Linked DNA regions of Astyanax mexicanus: region 1 is linked to region 2. Evidence: chromatin contacts called from public Hi-C data. All regions are on one chromosome and are shown on one strand. Each heading gives the region's core, a stretch centred on a gene start, on an enhancer-like site or on the middle of the called end of the contact. The rest is flanking DNA. Distances are from core to core; before and after follow the strand shown.

Region 1 (4,678 bases), core at 420-2,919, 71 kb before region 2:
ATAAAAACAAGGATCTGCCTATTAAAAATACCTATTTTTGAACCTGATAAAGTTTTAGATTAAATGCTTGCAAAAATATCGAAAATTCAAAGGATTGTTCATCCACTCTTGGGCACCCTTGTATATTTTAGATTTGATGTCGAAAAAAAAACACAAATATAATGATAATAATCTGAATAATGATATTTGCACCACAGTGTGGGCATTTCTCGAAAGAGTTTGTACAATTAGCACCACATAATGGATGAGTAGCTAATTCACATTCTTCACTCACAATCCTTTATCCATGCCCCAACGATACAAATTTATGTCAGTGAACCAGTGTGTCATCAAAATGAAAAGTTCTTTAGCCATCGATTGTGAACAAGTCAGTCGAAATGATTAGTCATGTGATCGTGTATCAGTTTGCTCTGTAAGGATTTTCTCAATGCTAATAGTTTGATGACAAATTATAAAAAAAATGATTAAAAAATGTTGAACTTTTTCCTGTGAATCAAAAATCAGCAGTACAAAATTACATATTACTGTTTATGACAGTAAGAAATTGGACAGAATTCACCTATATTATTTTACAGTTTGTACAGTATTTTATTGACAGAGCATGTCATTGCACCACAAAACTGACAGATAAGACTGTCACTACATTGTGTTTCATCAGGTTAAAGCCAGCTTCATCCAGGTGTATGGTTTTGCGATTTATTCCAGTTTGATTATGCTGCATTCCAGAATATACAACGTGACCATTATGAATTACATTCATTGTTAATTCTGGATGAGAATCACTTACTGTACTGTATAGCACTATACACCGATCAAGCATAACATTGTGACCACCTGCTTGTTTGTACATCCATTATCCATTTTTCAGCTCCACTGTGCATATAAGAACATTTAAGTTAGCCATCAATTCAGAAGATATTTCCCAGAAAAACTCTAAAGGAAATGTATCAAATCTGCATTACAGGCTCTAAAAACTAGTTTAACTAGTTTAACGAAGAAGTAGTATAAATACATTTCCCAACCCCCCTTGGAAAAAGTACCTTTAGTTGTAGAGTGTCTTTTTAGCTACAGCTGTATTTTAGCAAGCTTATACACTGCGTTATATTTTTTATTGCTCTTTTATAATTGCATTGTTCGTTGTAATCTTCATGTTGTTGTTTTTTTTTAGGTAGACAATTTCAAGATCTGTCCAGAGACAACGGATGAAAAATAGACTTTAGGCTAATTCTGGTGCATGTACAGTAATGTTAATTAATGTACACGCCACAGTCCCTAAATAAACTATTAAATAAAATAAAAACTAATTTGAATGTAAGGACATAATAGCTGTTCTGGAGTTTGAGCCAGTTCAGCAGTGTCATGTATAATAAATATATCATGATCTGCAAGACAGAAGCGATTGTTAATTTGGGAAACAGCAGACAGTTGTACAGAATTATTTGCTGTTTGTATAAAATAAATGTGCACAAGTGTCTGGATGATAACTTGCAGCACTGATTCTAGCACCCATTAGATGGCAGTGTTGAGTCAGTGACTGTTGGCTCCAGCTCTGGAACTGTCTGGCTTTGGAAATGATGGTCCCGATCATGGTCAGCTCCAGCAGAAGTTGCGTAACGACGGTCCAGCTGGGCTGCTTGATTGGCAGGCCTGTGGAAAGAGCCTCTCAGAGTGCAGAGTGATCCACAGAGGAGCCAGTCAGTGAGCCGTCTGGATTTTTCAAAGCATAAATATTTGCCTTGAGGAGTGACGGGCACAACTTCTTCTGCCCTTGTCGACATGGCACAACCTTCCAGCATCAAAGTGTTCTTTGGTAGCTGGAGCTGTCAGGTGCAACACAAACACAGGTGTCATATTAAGTGTTTTCTGTCAACAAAAAAAAAAAACAGTTTACATCAGGCTGGCAGGTTTGTGAAGGTCCAATGTGTAGGTCAGCTCTGTATTCGGTTGTTTTAGAATGTCAGACGATGGCACAGGTTTCTCTGTTCCTTGTCCTGCAGTGCAGTGGCAGTACACACACACACACACACACACACACACACACACACATATACATATATATATATATATATATATATATATATATATATATATATATAGTGAGAGAGAGAGAGATTGAAAGTGACATTAACTCAACATGCCTTCCTTTTGCAATCATTTAGTCCCCCATGTCCCCCCCAAACTTTCATAGTTTTTTTACTTTTACCAGACATGGATTTACTTTACAGAATTCAGAGGTGAAATGAGTTTTTGATGGGAGCCATGATGCTCCTGAACGCATCCCATCCAGGAGGGGGGGGAAAAAAACACTGCCCGCCCACACTAAAAACTGATTGGCTGACTCTGACTCTTTGCAGAGAACAGGACAATTTAAAACCCTCTCTGTTTTGCTTTTCTCTTCCTCTGTCCTCCCTTTCACACACGAATGGGGAAAACTCGGGGCATCAGGGACCTGTCATTGATATGCGTCAGGTTCCCGCGACTTCCAGAAGACTTACGATGTCTGATAATGCAGCCAAGGTTTTTAGATTTTTTTTTTTTTTTTTTTTTTAAGAAAATGGCTGTTCTAAGAGGGGTACAGTCCTAGCAGTTAGCAGCTTTAGCATTTGTTTTGTTTGTCTCCCTGTTCAGTTTAATGTAAATAAGTTTCCAAGCAAACCTCCTCTGAATTTTGTTCTTTGGCTAATAATACGTAGTAAATGTACAGTTTATGTATAGGATTTATTAGAGTGTGTTAGACTATATGTGTGTAGCCTCTGGTAAATTTTGGGTTTACTTTTATTTTATTTCAGAAAGAGTTTATGTTTTAAAATGTTAAAAAATCTCTTAAAGCTGTTTACTAAGGTTAAAAGGTAAAAAGTATAAAGTTCATGGGTTAAAAATGTGTTTATAAAATGTGTTTAAACACTGAGTATGAGAAGTTAAAAAGCGTTTTCATTGGCTAGAAGTGTTGTCACTCATTGATAGAGTCTGCCTTTCCTGGTGATTGGTGCTTTGACTGTAGGGGGCGAGCGGAGAGTGTGAGGGAGAATGAGAGAAAGAGAGAGGAGGGGGCGAGAGATAAACGCAGCATCTGAAGGTAGTAAAATAATGTAAAACACGTTATATTTTGTTATTTTATCGGCAAGTCAAGCGCTGGGTTGTCAAACAGAGAACCTTACTTTATTTTAGTAATTCAGTTAAAAATGTGAATCTCATTATATAGATGTATTACACACAGAGTGATCTATTTCAAGCGTTTATTCATTTTATTATTGATGATTTTGGCTTACCCAAAAATCAGTGTATCAGAAAATTAGAAAATTATATAAGACCAATTGGTACTTTCTGCAGTGTGGGCAGTGTACCAAATCCTGCTGGAAAATGAAATCTACATCTCCATAAGAGTTGTTGTCAGCAGAGGGAAGCAAGAAGTGCTGTAAGATTTTCACTGTTAATGTATGGTGTCTTTAATACTGAGTGAGCCTGAAACTGACGGACTGCAGTTTGTTTTCCTGCAGTCTCAGATATAGTATTAAAAAACAGGCTGACCAATCAGAGATGAGCTCTGTTTGCAGATCAAACAAATGGGTTTGATGATGGCAGCAACACAGCTGATCCATCTTGTTTGGATCAAAACACAAATGCTTAAAGGGGAAGCAATAACATTTAGGGTGCTTTTACACCTGAAAGTCCGGACCGTGGTCTGAACCGAGGTTCATGTGTTTGCTACATTGTATATATTTGGTCCGCTTATTTTTGTTTTCACACTGCAGTTTAGGGAGCGCACCAAAGACCTTTGTGTGATACTCCTACATCCTTTCATCATCACTTACGTATCGATGCGTTTTCCTTAACCTGACGCTGATTGGTTTTAGAAGGACATGCGTCTGACGTTGGCGTGTTGGCAATTCAGCGGGTGCTTCATTCGGTGAAAAGCCTTTCCAGGATAAGGTAAAATGAATGAACAGATTCATTTTGTCTCCATAGTAGCGCTGCTATTGTGTTTTTTATACCAGCAGCCGCAACTTCAGGCACAGTACTCTAGGTTAGTTCAAATTCGCCAAACGATTTTCCTGCTTTTCCTGTTATTTTGAGAGGGTACGACTGCAGCCTGCAGGAAGGCGGAGTTGCACGTCCAGTGCGTCCAGCTCCGCCCACTTTGGCGGACCAAAAATCTGGTCCTTTGGTCCGGACCGTGGTTCGCGGCCCCTTTCACACCTGCTACTTTGGTTCGGACCAAACTGAAAAGTCTGAAGGTCCGGACGTTGTTTAAACACATTTCAATGTTAATGGTCAGTTGTGTGCCAGCTGGGATGGATGCTGAAGTTCCACACAAGGTCCAAAAAAATCGTACTTCATGTGAAAAGACCTTTAAACTGTTCCATAATTGTGGCCAATGAGCTGGTGAGAAGCAGTCTTCATAGGGCAGTCAAAAGCATTTGAGTTTCTAATCTTTACTTAATATAAAAGCGGAAACCACTTAAGTTGCACAGTCACACTGCTTTTCCTTCAGGAAACACCCTTTTCTAGTTGTTAGTCTTGCACTTTCATTTGTTAAACATGACATTTGTAAAACGGTACAGTTTTTATGTGTAATGTTTGACGTGTATTTTATTTACTAATGTAGACATATTCTGACTGTGGCAATGTGGCAAATTCTGACTGACAAACAACATTTTCTGCCACAGCAAAAAAAAAA
Region 2 (5,114 bases), core at 997-3,496:
CATTGACAATTAAATGCCCACACTTGCATTACTTGCATACATTCTTAAGAAGGATTCTTCAAGAGTTCTTTAGAAGAGGCAATTGTTCTATAGAGACTGTAAAAATTGTTTCCTTGGAGGTAGTCACACACACACCAGGTGATCACAAAGCATCCAAATAATATTTAATGCACTTTTTAATCATGATGCCGGTAATACAAGACACTATATCAGCTCTAAGCTTTCTTCATATTTCCATCTGTGTTTGTCGCTTGTCAATCTGTCATGTCGTGTTGCTTAAGATTAAATTGACACCAAATTGTGGCTATAAATCAAGTCCTCCTACTGGCCTACTAGTGTGAACTCCTTGGCTTTGGAAAAATGAATGCAGCCAAATAAATGCTTAATTTATCACATTTTACACACATATACGAATATCCAACAGCCTTATCACATATCCCATTTTCTCTGTGATAATCTCTAATAGTTATAACACAACAACAAGCTGTGTTCCATGTTGCTGCTTTGCCAGGCTAGAGAACAGAGCGATTCCTTCAGGTCGGCCCATAGAGACCAGTCAGACTCTATCTTGCTGTGCTCCTTCGGCTTAATTAACCATGCACATGCCCACTCCACACCCGCCAGACCATAATGAGCTTGTTGGCATGGGAGGGTGCGTCTACCCGTCTCTTCACTCCCCAACTCTGTCTCCATCTTCTGAACGGAAAAACAGTGCCTCTTCCAGCTGTGGCTAACAGTGCAGTCCTTTTCTTGCCTCTGGGCAAACGGTGGAATTGATTGAGTGAATCAGTCTATAGGTGATTAAAGGTACATTCGCTCACAGCTGTTTCAGCTGAGCCTGTAGATCCTGTACACTCACACGACGGCATCCCAGGTGGTCCCATCAAGGTTCAATTGGTGATAAATTTGGTGATGGGGCAGGCCAAGAAATATATATATATATATATATATATATATATATATATATATATATATATATGTATATATATATATATATATATATATATATATATATATATATATATATATATATATATATATATATATATACATATATATATATATATGTATATATATATATATGTATATATATATATATACATATATATATATATACACATATATATATATATATATATATGTACCTATAACTACCTATAACTACTACTTTTAACTACTTTTAAGTACAATAACATATTTATGAACCCATATGAAGTGAACCTCATGGAAATAAGATTAAATAAAAAAAATTAAAATATATTTTTTTAATATATATAAAAACGTTTAAATGTAAAACATACTTTAATCTTCTTTTATATACATAAAAACATATATACTACCGACGCTTACTATGGAGGACGAAAAATGACATGACAAGTATAAATAAATAAATTCACATATAAATTTATTTATGAATAAATAAATATATAAATAAATAGCTAAATAAATACATGCATAAATAATTGGAAAGATAAATAAATAAATAAATAGATTTCATATATTCATATATTTATTGATTGATGTATTTCTACATTTATTTATTTATTTTATATATCTGCATTTAATTATTTAATTATTTATTTCAACATTTTTACATTGATTTATTTATTTAATTATTTATTTCAACATTTCTACATGTGTTTATTTATTTATTTAGTCAATTACTTATTTTAACATTTATTTAATTATTCATTTACGTATTTCAACATTTCTACATTTAGTTATTTATTTCCACATTTCTTCATATATTTATTTCTGTATGCCTGCATTTGTATGTTAGAATCTGGTTGCCTCTGTTTGATTCACATTCCTGCTTTAAAGCGAGGATAGGACCGCCTTCCTAATTACCATACAGATGCAGAAATAAATAAATACATGAAGAAATGTGGAAATAAATAAATGTAGAAATACATTAATAAATAATTATGCAAATACATGCAGAAACACATAAATCAATAAATAAATATATAAATAAACAAATGCAGAAATACATCAATCAATAAATATATAAATAAACAAGGTCCATACATGAAAATATGGAAATAGAATTTTAAGTGTGTACTTTTTCATGACAAAATGTACTTATTTATTTATTTATACAATTATTAATGCGTGTATTTATTTATCTATTCATTTTTATGTGCATTTATTAATTTATATTTATGCCATTTTTCGTTCTACTGTCTTAATCCTGTCACCCTTTGCGGGCAGCGAAGTGCTGGGTGTCGCTCTGCGCATGCGCGTCCCTCTCTCGGTAAGTGAGTTAGTCAAGTTAGTTAGGTTATGTTAGGTAATGCCTTTTCGTTCCTATCAGTTTAAATCCTCCCGCATTACTTTGCTTCTATTTGTACTTTCTTTAATGAAGAATGTAGCGGGTATCCCGAGGGCACTGCGCTATGCTGCGCCACGCTGGGTGATATTAGAGCTTAATAGTGTTTGAAAGAGGGCTGAAGAAGACAGGAGAAGTCACCTGAAGAAGAAGAGAAGCGCTCTCGGGTTTTCTTATTTATCTGAGCTCCTGTCGGTGTGAATGTGCCCTTCGCCCCGGGCTTTATCTGCGGACTGTAACGCTAGGTTAGATTAGTTAACTAGCTACTGCGCCATCTAAAAACCAACCGTGCTGGAGGCTAGCTGCTGTTTTAAAGGACACACGCGCCCTTGTCACAACTTTTTTTTTATGTTAAGACGACATTAGAACGATATTTATCACGTTCGTCCGGTTTTTGGTGGCATTTTTGGGTAAAGTGGAGGGAGGGAAAAGTTCAGGCTCCTCTGGCTGCGGCAGCTTTTAACGTTGGTTACGTTAACTTACGTTAGTTAGCTAGGTTAACTCGCGTTAACTAGCTTTCGCCTAGTTAGCTAGCTAGCGAAGTTAACGTTAACTGGCTATGCTAACTAGTTAGTTTAGCTAGCTAGCTTTTTTTTCTAAACGCGCGTCGTTGACACCGAGCTAATGCGGGGTGTGTCTGAAACGTCAGATGTGCTGCCTAGTTAGTGAGCATTCTGAGGCAGGAAGGCACCCAAGCTTGTCTGAAGCGAAGTTTAACCAGTAATTTAACACTAGCCTTCTGGTTTAATGTGTTTAAATGCTAGCTAAAAGCTAATGAAAACACTCAACAGCCAAACATACACAATTAAACAGCAGTGAACTGTTTATAGACTGCCAGCGTCAGGACCTGCGTATTTTATCCCCTTTTGATTCGGATACACGAATCTTAATCACTACACTGCCTTCTAAGTGATATATCTAGGTTAGCTAACTAGTTAACCTTGCTAGTGTTGAGCAGCAAGAGCATCAAGTCAGTCAGTATTTCTTGCGGGTTAGAAACAGGAGTAATGTAATGTAAGCCGGGGTGTTCTGTCGAGTTATGCTACCTTGTCAAACCGCGCTACCCTAGTAGTACAGTACAACTGTAAAAATGCAAAAGAAGTACTATATTAGAGCATGTTCCTAGTGGAATCACAGTAGATGTGGTTAGCTTTAGTATATTTGGATAGCATAAATCACTGTATAAATTTAAAGTTACGGCAATGAGAGATCATTACAAACTGCTTTTGTATTGCTTATTATATTTTAAATACTAACTATTGCATTTTTTTTATTATTAATAATTTAAATTTACACTTTTTTCTGTAATGACTGAGTCCAGGTTGTAACAGATTCATTATTAAAAAAAACGAGAAATAATAAAAAAAAAAAGTGTACGTCGGCGCATGCGCAGTGCCTTTAGGAAGCACTTATTTATGGGTAGCACAAATCGACAGAACACCGGCGAAGCTGCAGCTAGGCAAATCGTGTGATATAACTAGGTTATAACCTATCCTAAGTTATCTAGGTTATCTTTGTTAGCTAACTATTGGTTATAAACAATTCTGTTCTAAAAGCATCAGACAACTCTAGGTAGCGTTAGCTAACCTAACTTGTTATAAGCTGACTGTGTAGCTGGCGTTGTTACGTTACTGTGTTAACGTGGTTCAGTGCTGCTGACAGTCTGTAGCCTGTGCCTGCTGTCAAGTTCAGCGCATTTGGCCGTGGCGTTTTTTTTTGTTTAGTGCAGCGAGCGAGGCGCAGGACTGAACTCAGTTTGTAAACAAGTAACTAGCAAGCTTATAACGCTGGACTTTTCCCAAGCCGCCGGATTCACCCACACAGTAGCTTCTTCAGCTCCCATAATATTAGTTTGGATTTTTTTTCGAGGGGCGTTCACCGTGGACGACTGACACAGGCTGGGTTTTAACTAGTTAGTTGGGTGGGCGAAATAACTGCAGTTGAGCTTAGCCTGCGTCGTAATTAGTTTAACGCTAGCTAACTACTTACTAAACACGCAGATCATTGCCTGTATGCTGCTCGCTGCCCGTCCGTCCGAACAGCCAGCTCTAACCTAGCGTTATTTATCAGAGCCGCTTATGTAACGCTGGCGATTCCGCATTCGACACCACAGCGAGCCGGCGGTTAGTCTGGGCATGTCAACAGCTCTGCTCCCGGGGCTTATTTTCGCTTTCAAGCGGGAGAAATTAACCGCTCTCTAGTCGCTTTTCGCTTTGACACGTCGTTTCGAGGTAGACACGGTACAGACTAAGGCAAAACTCGGGTTAAAATCGTAAAAAAAACGCCGTCCAAGCGTTTCGCAGCGCGGCTAGCCGCGTTAACCTAACTGACCTAACTAAGTGACAAACATGCGTGGCAAGTGAAGGCTCAACTAGCTGGAGGAATAAGTCTTGGATTTAAAGCCTGGAAATGAACTTGCTTTCTTCGTAATTCTAAACAGGTAAGTTTAACTAGCTAGTTTGTTTCCTAAGCTTCTCCTTTCTTTTATTTTCTTTTTTTTCACAATAGTTATAAAAGTGTACGTAGCTATTTTAATTAGTGTTTCTAGGTTAACTTGCTAGTTATAGACTTACAGTACAGCTAACGTTAGCTAGGTAGCGTTAGCTAGTAAACCTAACTAGCACACATGCTCTATTTAACCTAACTGTCTATAATAATGAATGGCAGACATGCCCCTCACTCAAGTTAACTAACCTAGCTAAACTAGCTAAGCTAGTTAAGTTAGTTAAATAACCAGCGTTTGCTAACAAGTTAGCTAACCTTGCTAGGTTAGGTGGCAAACATG

Evidence for each region. Hi-C and Micro-C count contacts between places; a contact is called where the count stands out from the background.
Region 1: a Hi-C map of muscle shows a contact between it and region 2, with 10 times the contacts expected there. The contact joins the enhancer-like site here to the promoter of LOC103044415 in region 2. A contact is called at or near these places in 2 of 3 Hi-C or Micro-C datasets (both in muscle).

The regions. Positions count from the first base shown.
Region 1 is chr17:21,058,117-21,062,794 of AstMex3_surface, reverse strand. No RefSeq gene overlaps it. Among protein-coding and RNA genes, the nearest start is that of yipf5, 24 kb to the left of the region's middle. Within about 2 kb of position 1,669, the one cell type or tissue checked has an H3K27ac peak away from gene starts, as active enhancers do.
Region 2 is chr17:20,987,611-20,992,724 of AstMex3_surface, reverse strand. It overlaps LOC103044415 (glucocorticoid receptor), which reads left to right and starts at 2,246. Exons shown (of 9, transcript XM_022676219.2): 1 at 2,246-4,769.